Linked DNA regions of Gossypium hirsutum: region 1 is linked to region 2. Evidence: chromatin contacts called from public Hi-C data. All regions are on one chromosome and are shown on one strand. Each heading gives the region's core, a stretch centred on a gene start, on an enhancer-like site or on the middle of the called end of the contact. The rest is flanking DNA. Distances are from core to core; before and after follow the strand shown.

Region 1 (4,569 bases), core at 1,503-4,002, 80 kb after region 2:
TGATTAATTTTAGTTTTTTGTGATGATAATTATATGTTTGAAGCTTTGGTTATGATTTTGATGGTTTTATAAAGTAATTTTAGTTAATTTTTGGTTTAAGGATTTAATTGTTAAAATGTCAAAGTTTCAACAATTAAAGGTGAATATGAGGTCTTTTATGGACTATTTAGAAGCATTATATATTCATTTGTAAGGTTTATTTGAGAAAAAAAAGGTTAATTTGATAATTTTCAGGTTAAAGGACTAAATTGCAAAAGTTATAAAAGTTAGGGGTAATTGTATAATTTCAAAAAATAAAATGGTATAAATGTGAAATGAATTGGAATATGAAATGTAAGTTGATAATTGATAAATTTTACATTTTAGATCAAGACCCGGTTGATTACTTGTGGAAAAGGAAAAATTGTGGAATAGAACCTGAACTGTTTAAAATTCGATCCAAGTAAGTTCAAATGGTTTAAAATTAAACATCTATATGAATTGTTAGATGATTAAAAAGGATATATTAGATATATTGAATTACTGTTGATGAAAAGTTACTTGGAAGATGTTATTGAATTTGATTTTTGGATTGGGTCGAACGCGGGGTAAAGTACAATCGAGATTTGGTGTGTTATGGGGGATTGAATGGAGATTTTTGTGGAGAATATTTCCCGAGTGGACCGAGGTTCAACATTTTTTGTGAACTTTCGTGTTTTACTATCTATTTTGGTATATTTCGGATGGATTAGCTCTTATGAGCGTTTTAGATGGTTTAGCTCGTATGAGCATTAGTGTGTTTCAGAGGGATAAGCTCTTATGAGTATTTGGTGTGTTTTGGTTGGATTGTCAATGTACTCTTATCCGTAAGTCATTCATCGAAATGAAAATCTTGGTAAGATAACTTGTTTAGTGATTTTGATGGATTTGCTATATATTTGAATTTTGAATTGAACTTTTATGATTTACCAGTTGAGATTGTGGATGACAGGGAACATTCATGGTTGTAATGTTATTGTTTGATTTATTGTACTTACTTTGGTAAGGTTTATCGTTTTAATACGTTGAACTTACTAAGTTTCTTTAAGCTTACTTGTGTTATTATTTATTATTGTAGATACCCGAAAGGTTGGACGATCGGATCGGCACTCGAGTCACACTATCCATATATTTTGGTAGTTTTTGGAACGTTCATTTCAGATTATATGGCATGTAATAGGCTTGTATGTCATTATTAATGTTTCGGATGTGTAAAATGATAAGTAAAATCTTATGTATTTATTACTAACTTACATTATATATGTGAATGAGGTAAGATATTCTATTGCAAATATGAATGATATGTGTTAATTATTTGTTGTATTTGAGGTACCTATGATGGGTACATTGGTTAGGTGCTAGATTTGATGAATTAATAAGTTGTGTTTGATGTTTTTATTTGGATGTACAGTTGTATATACTTGTGGTATCAATGAGGATGCATTGGTTAAGCACTTAGGATGTTGATTTGGCATGCTTTTAGCTTGATTAATGTCACTTTGAATAGATGTTTTGATTGGTAAATGGTCTACTTAGGGTCCAAGTAATCTTGAAATGGTAAACTTGTTGTATAAGGTTCATTTTGGGTGCACACAACTTGAGACATGGATCTGTGATTCAGCCGTGTGTGATACACGGCCTGGCACAAAGGAGTGTGGGGCTATTTCGAGAGTTACACGGCTTGGCACACAGGCATGTGACACGACCGTATGACCCTACTTAGTAAGTTACACGGGTGAGGACACTAGTTGGGACACGATCATGTGTCCCTAGTTCGAAAGTTACACGGCCTGAGACACGGGCATGTGTCTCAGCCGTGTGCGGCACACGCCGTGTGATCCTTGTTTCTATAATTTTGTAACTTTTTCATAAACTTTCCAAATGATTTCAAATTAGTCTCGAATTGTTTCTAAGGTAATTTTTAGGCCTCGAAGGATCGATTTAGGGACGATATGTATATGAATTATTGATTTATAATTTGTATTGGATAATGTATGTTTAAATGTTTTGTTTGTACGGTAATACTCTGTAACTCTAATCTGACGACGGATACGGGTTAAGGGTGTTACACAAAAGTTTAGAAAGTACATATAATTGGACCCAATACATGAGAGATCTAATTTGCCTCACATAAATATGTAATGGGAGACAACCCTAAGAGAATTGAGAGGGTTTAGACTAGAAGATTATTTTTCTATTAAATAAACATTATTTGTGTTATTCTTATTCAATCAAGATTCTCCTATCTCTCCCTATAAATAGATGATATTGGTAGAGCTATTAATAGACAAGTTTCATATATTGTTATTCTGCCAGAAAGTAGTGAGAATTTATTTTCTAAGAATAAATTCTATTTTCTGAGAATTACAATTTCTACCGGTTTTTACTTGAGAGAATTACTTTCCTACTGAAAGTGATTAAATCATTTTTAGTTCTCTGTTTGGTTCGTGTTGCTCAAGCCCACACTCGAAACAATTCGGGGTATGAGGATAGGAAGAAGATCATTCGATTGAAATTTGAAAACTATACAAATTTGTCTCGCACAAAACTTTTTATGAAAAGTTTATGCTAAAAATATCACAAACTGGTTTGATTTTCAATATTTTAAATTTCCGTTATGATTGAAAATCGTTTGCTCAACCGAGTTTTTCTAACATTGACTCCCTCAGGAATGGTTGTCATGTGCCAAATTGGTGCAGCATCCAATCGCTATGTTTCCATTGAAAAATATGGACACATATAACAACCATGTAGGCCCTCCCCAATCTGTTCGCCTCCTCGACCACATCCCTTGGGAGCACAACCTAAATGTCCTAGGCCCAATACAATTTCCATGAAAAGTACAAATAATTGTTTACGGTTAACAAAATAAAAATTGATGATAATATTCAATTTATTAAATACTAAAACAAAATAACAACTAATCTCTTGAGTTGCATATTTATCAATGTCATTTCGGATGTGTAAGCTCTCGATAATAACTGGTGTGATCCAAATTTATTCGAAATCTACAAATATATTAAAGATTTCCAAGACAAGTTATAAAAACTTTTAACCTAAAATATGTTTTAAATGTTAAATACAAATATATTTTTTTTAACTTTTTATCGATGGAAATGATAATAGATGAGAAAGGATCGACACTTTAAATGACATCCACATCAAGGTCCATACTTGAAAGAAGGTGTAACAAACATTCAATTCTTTAGGTTTTCAATCAGACACAATATTAAAGGCCCGGTATCGGAATGTCAATATCTCAATTTTATATGCAGGCACAAGTAAAGTCCTCCTGCAATGACAAATAAATTAAGTGGCCAAGATTCTCAAACTTATCTTACATAAGCAATCCATCGATGGCATAAAATATATATGCTCTAACAAACTAATTGAACTCTTCATTGCTCACATCACCAGCTAGTGGATGCTTGACCAATGTATCCAATGAAGTGAACTTCACTTGGTCGCCCTTAAAATCATCCTTGTTGACCGGATCATGACCAATTAACCTTTTTGTTTTTGGCTCAATTTCAAATTTATCCACATCAGTAACAAGAACTCCTTCAATTTGAAGGCCCATGATTAGGGCTACATCTTCGAACGTGATTGTCACTTCTCCATAAGGGAAGTGGAAGGTAAGAGTCTCCAATCTTCACATTTCCATCTAGATTGTAAACGACGAAAACCGCATTGAAGTACTAGGTACTTTAGCCACAACTAAGGCATTTATTCTAATTAGATTTATGGTAAATGGTGTAAATTTAAATAAATATAAACTTGACGGCCGCTCAATAGAATGCATTCATTAGGACTAGGTTTAAGAGATAGATAAAATATTAATTAATTATAGGACTTCGACAAGCACCGATGTTAAGATCTTTTTGTATTTATTAGAGTTTAATTTCTAACGGTAAAAATTAATTTTATAAATTAACACGAACAGGTGCTAATATCATTGTATATTGATTATAATTAAAAAATCTAAAGGTTATTTATAATCAACTCAGTGGGTGTTAAGATTAGTTAATCATTATATAATAATTACTTTAATTTTATTTTACGATGTAAATTTAACAACAAAACTCGATATCTATAAACGTCGAGATATTTCTTAAAAATTAACTTGTTTTTAAGAATAATTCTATATTAAAAAATATATATATATATATATAAATTGAAGTAAAAAAAACTGTAGAAAACGTGGAAAATATGAAAATGATTTTCCTTATTATTTACAGAATAGGAAAAATGCTTATATACATAAAGCAAACAGCTAACTAAGCTAACAGAAAGTTATAGCTAGATAACAACTATATAACAGCTAGATGATATCAGCTAGATGATGGTTAAGTTTGTTATAAACTAACTAACAAACTTATAACTTAATTAGCTAATACGCCCCCTCAAACTGGAGAGTGGATATTCTTCATTCCCAGCTTGACCAAATTTGCCTCAAAAGGAACTGCTGCAAGGGCCTTGGTAAAGATATCTGCAAGTTGATCTTTGGATGAACAAGGAAGCAATTTGATAACACCCTGAGTAGTCTTTTCT
Region 2 (4,259 bases), core at 27-2,526:
AACTTCATCATTCATAAGAACATGGTCCTTTTCCTTCATGCTTAATAACCAATGGATGGTCTCCTTGTCGCTAACCTATTCTCTCACTCTTCTTGCCTCTTTTAAATACCTCATTTCTAACTATCATTAGTCAATTTAACCCCAAAGTGCTTGATAGATAGGAAGCAGAGAAGAGAAACAGATGACAATTATTAGACAGAAAGAACAAGCCAAAAGAGACACCAGCTATCAGTTTCAAAAACATAAAAGAATAAGGGCACTTTCAAGTTTCTGCTCATTCCAGTTATGTTATTTAATCTAGGATTAATCCTTTTACAATAAAAGGTAAAGCAAAGCAAGAAAGAAAACCCCAAAAGAGATAAACCAAGGAAAAACGAAAAAGGAAAGTTGAAAGATACCTAAAATCGACCGGAGTGCCAATGAACACAGACGCAAAGAATGGAATAGAAATCTGGAGTCAGAAGAAAGTTGGGGTTTCAAAATCGGGGATGGGATTTTCCTAATTGGGAAACAGAAAACTGAAGTGTAAAAGTGTAAAAGACAAAATTAAAATTAAAATTATAGCTTTAATCCAAAACTACCTCGATTTGCTTAATCCGGATATTTGATCTCGCTCCAATTCAAGAAACCGAATTACTAATTGGAATTGGTTAAAAAACTGAACAACTCAATTAGAATAATTCAACATTTGAATTTCTTTTTCGATTTTTTCTGAGTCGAATCTAATTTTACTTAGAGAATGTACCTCTATGATATTCTTTTCACTCTGTTACTGAAGACACCATCATTGTCGCTGATAGATCCCCTAATGGCCCAGTTTCTGTTAAAAATGTGAGACTCCAACGAAAAATGAGATGATAGCCAAAAAAAATTAAAACTGAGATGAAACTAGTATCAGCTCGCAACATAAGAAACCAAAAATGTTTTACAGTTCCAAAATCACCTTTGCTACTAATTAATAGATTTCAGCAACATAAAACAATTAACAAGGAATCAAAATGCACCACTCAAGAACTTTCAAATCAATAGATAAACAAGCTCAATAATTCATTAGCAACAATAACAAAATCGGAATTAAGGATTTGATTGATAAAATTCCAGTTCTCACCGGTCAAAATTCTCGATTGATCCACAAATTCTTTAGCGATTCAGATTTTAATTCGTAAATTATAACGGCCTCACCGTCGCCGTAAAAACACAATTAATATTATTTATATGATTCAAAATGCTCGGAAAAAATATTTTAAAAGAATCAATCAAGGTTTTCATTGTATACAGAAAAGAAAATTTGGGAGGAAATGCAAAATTTAAGGAAAGGGTAAAAAGCTATCCATTGGGTTTAGAAGAGGTACAAAGATTGGGCCTTAAGGTCTGAAGTTTGTTGGACTTCGTTTCTATTTTCTAGAAAATGGTAAAAAGCTTATCATTGAGTTGGTTGCGTAGGTTTTATTTAGGGTCCGTTTGATTGCCAGTAAAATATTTTCCGTAAAATGATTTTTGGAAAATGTTTTATTTTTCTGTAAAATGATTTACTGAAAAGTATTTTCTGGTGTTTGATTGAATCTGTGTAAAATATTTTCTGCTGTTTGACAGATTTCCTGAAAATATTTTCCGGAAAAGTTGTTTTTACATATATTAATATATATTAATAAATTTTTATATTTTAAATTATTTTTACATATATTGCAATGATTTATTTATAATAATATTCAATTATTAAGCTGCAATATTGATCGTTATAAATTGAAAAAAAACTAATATCAAAAAAATTATTTGTAATTGTGTTTAAAAAACAAGTATTGAATAATTGTAATTTATTTTAGCCAAAAATATATGTTACTTTTGAGAAAATATTAGTTAGTATGTACAAATAATTGTAATTTATTTTAAAGAAGCAAGTAGGCTTGGATATAGATTTCTTATTCATCTCGAATTCTGGATTGATTAAGTAAATTTCCAAACCTTTCAATAGATGAAATTGTTTCAATTATCCGAATTGATTAACCATGATGAGTTTATAGCAAAGACTCAATCAACAGCAGAAACACAACAGATTAAACCCCCCAAAAAAAAAAGCAAAAACAATGGAGGATCAAAAAAAAATTGCAATGAATGAAGCTGATTTATGGTCATAAATATTGAGATATGCATATTAGATATTTCTCTTCAAATATAAGAAGAGGTAGAGATAATTATCTGTTGTCTCTTATGATTTCATTATCATTTGCAATCCTACCATTTTTTTGCCAATTAGATACGGAAACAGCTTTTTGGCCATCGACAACCCTGTAAGGCTTTCACTTGATCATGTTTCAACTTTTCAATAGTGAATCATAGTTTTTTCTCTGTGTGTGGGGGCAAGCATGCATTTGGGGCCCTTGATGGCTGATACTTTGGCTGCTTACTAATACTTTGATTGATTGTGAAACCGACATGAATGTTTTTTTGTTTGGCACAAAAGAATACGAAGAAGGCTGACCTGACGCTTGCAACCGTTGCTTCTAGACCAATAATCAGGATGATGCTGTGGATTCTCACTGCTTCGGGACAAAATGTTCAAGGCAGAAGATTAAAAGAGTTCGGCTGCCGGTTCGAGGACACAAAGCTCGCAGCAATTACAACATGGTAGATGCCTAGATATATTTACTTTTTAAGAAAAATAAACTCCCAAGTCTTAGTGAAGATAGAATGAAAATGCCTTATAAACAGCAGAAGAAATATATTATCATCTAAATGCCAAATGAATAATTTGACATAAAAGTTAGCTCAACCTTACGTTATTCCAAAATATTTGATGATATACAAGACTAAAATCGAAGACAGATATAAAGGACTTGGGCAAAATGTAAGCTCAACACAATAATTAGCTTGTAATGATACTGGCGAGAACATCTGTCTTACCTCTTGCATAAATTGTGTAAACTAAGCGGATAGCATCAAGCCATCCGTCTAAAGATTCCCATGAGTCAGCAACCTGAAAGGAAGAACAGACAATACTCACTAAAGTTGGATTGCTATTCGTATATTGCTAAATAGCATAGTTGTCAAGTTTTCTGAAAGTGTGAAAGATATCGTTCCTTTAATAAAAGCATGATACTTACCAGAAAATTGGACCATGGGTAGTATCAATGCAGAGGCCTGCACCTGGTGGTAGAGTTAGATCAGCACATGATGATACAAATACAATATCTGGAATCTCAACTCTGATAGCTGAGTTTTCTTCATTTGTTACTTCTGCAATTGTGCCAGAGAGGCTTCGAGAAACTTATTTCTGTTCGGCTTTGATGACCTGCTCAATTGGAAAACAGAAGAGGACATAGAGGAAGAAAATGAAAGTCACGAGGATAAACCAACATAAACCAGTAGTATACTGAACCGACTTTGCATAGCAGTTTACATTGATTTTGCCTTGCATGCATAACATCCTGGAATTTATTATGATAGTGATCTACAACAAATATATTTTTGCTCATACTCTACGATTCATTCCATTTAAGTTCAGACATTAAATATCAAAATTTGCTTGAAGAAATGAATCCCTTGTTCCAGGAAAAAAAGAGAAAATTGAACTTGATATTTATTTGCAATAGACAACGAAAAACCAATCAGCTTTTTACCTGTTGAAGTGTTTCATGATTCAAAAAGAACTCTGTTCTCTTCCAATCACGATGCGGGGCAATTGCGTTTCCTACTGGTGGTGCAGTCCTATTTCCCTCTTTGAGATGGGGTAAAGGTAGCTGTCAAAAATATTGTCAGAAAATAATAGAAAATACAGAGAACCGATAATTGGCAGTTTAAAACAACACTGATGCACTGACAGAAAGAAATATGAAATGCATGGATTACACTAAAATATATTACTCCAATAATAATCTTAAAAAATCCAGGAAAATGCTAATTAACCAGGAAACAGAGCAAGATATTATTCTCTTTGCCAACAGATTCAACAATGCTTACGGAATATTCAATCAATTTAGAAGAGAATAAACCTCAAATATAAAGTTCAAATATCAATACTGACCATTGAACGAACAAGCTTCAAGGCACTGCTGTAAACCTGTAAAGTTTAAAACGTTAAATAAGAAGATATCCACAAACTGAGAAGTCAAATTGCATAACCCTGAAACTTTAAATTAAGGAGAAAAGGAGGTATATCATTATCTTTCTTATAAATTTATGCCGAAAGTTTTCATTTTCCAATAATTATGCCACCTATATAGCCTAAAAGTGATATTAAATCTAACCAAAACTTTGTGGTC

What was found. A called contact is a pair of places that touch in the nucleus more often than the background predicts.
Region 1: a Hi-C map of leaf shows a contact between it and region 2, with 2.5 times the contacts expected there. The contact joins the enhancer-like site here to the promoter of LOC107927113 in region 2. A contact is called at or near these places in 2 of 34 Hi-C or Micro-C datasets (callus and leaf).

The regions. Positions count from the first base shown.
Region 1 is chrD03:49,574,774-49,579,342 of Gossypium_hirsutum_v2.1, forward strand. No RefSeq gene overlaps it. Among protein-coding and RNA genes, the nearest start is that of LOC107927016, 20 kb to the right of the region's middle. Within about 2 kb of position 2,753, at least 2 of the 9 cell types and tissues checked have an H3K27ac peak or open chromatin away from gene starts, as enhancers often do. A contact at or near this core is called in leaf, where this site is marked.
Region 2 is chrD03:49,495,819-49,500,077 of Gossypium_hirsutum_v2.1, forward strand. LOC107927113 (phosphatidylinositol N-acetylglucosaminyltransferase subunit A) reads right to left here and starts at 1,277. Exons shown (of 12, transcript XM_041090381.1): 1 at 1,109-1,277; 2 at 746-820; 3 at 399-451. It also overlaps the pseudogene LOC107927064.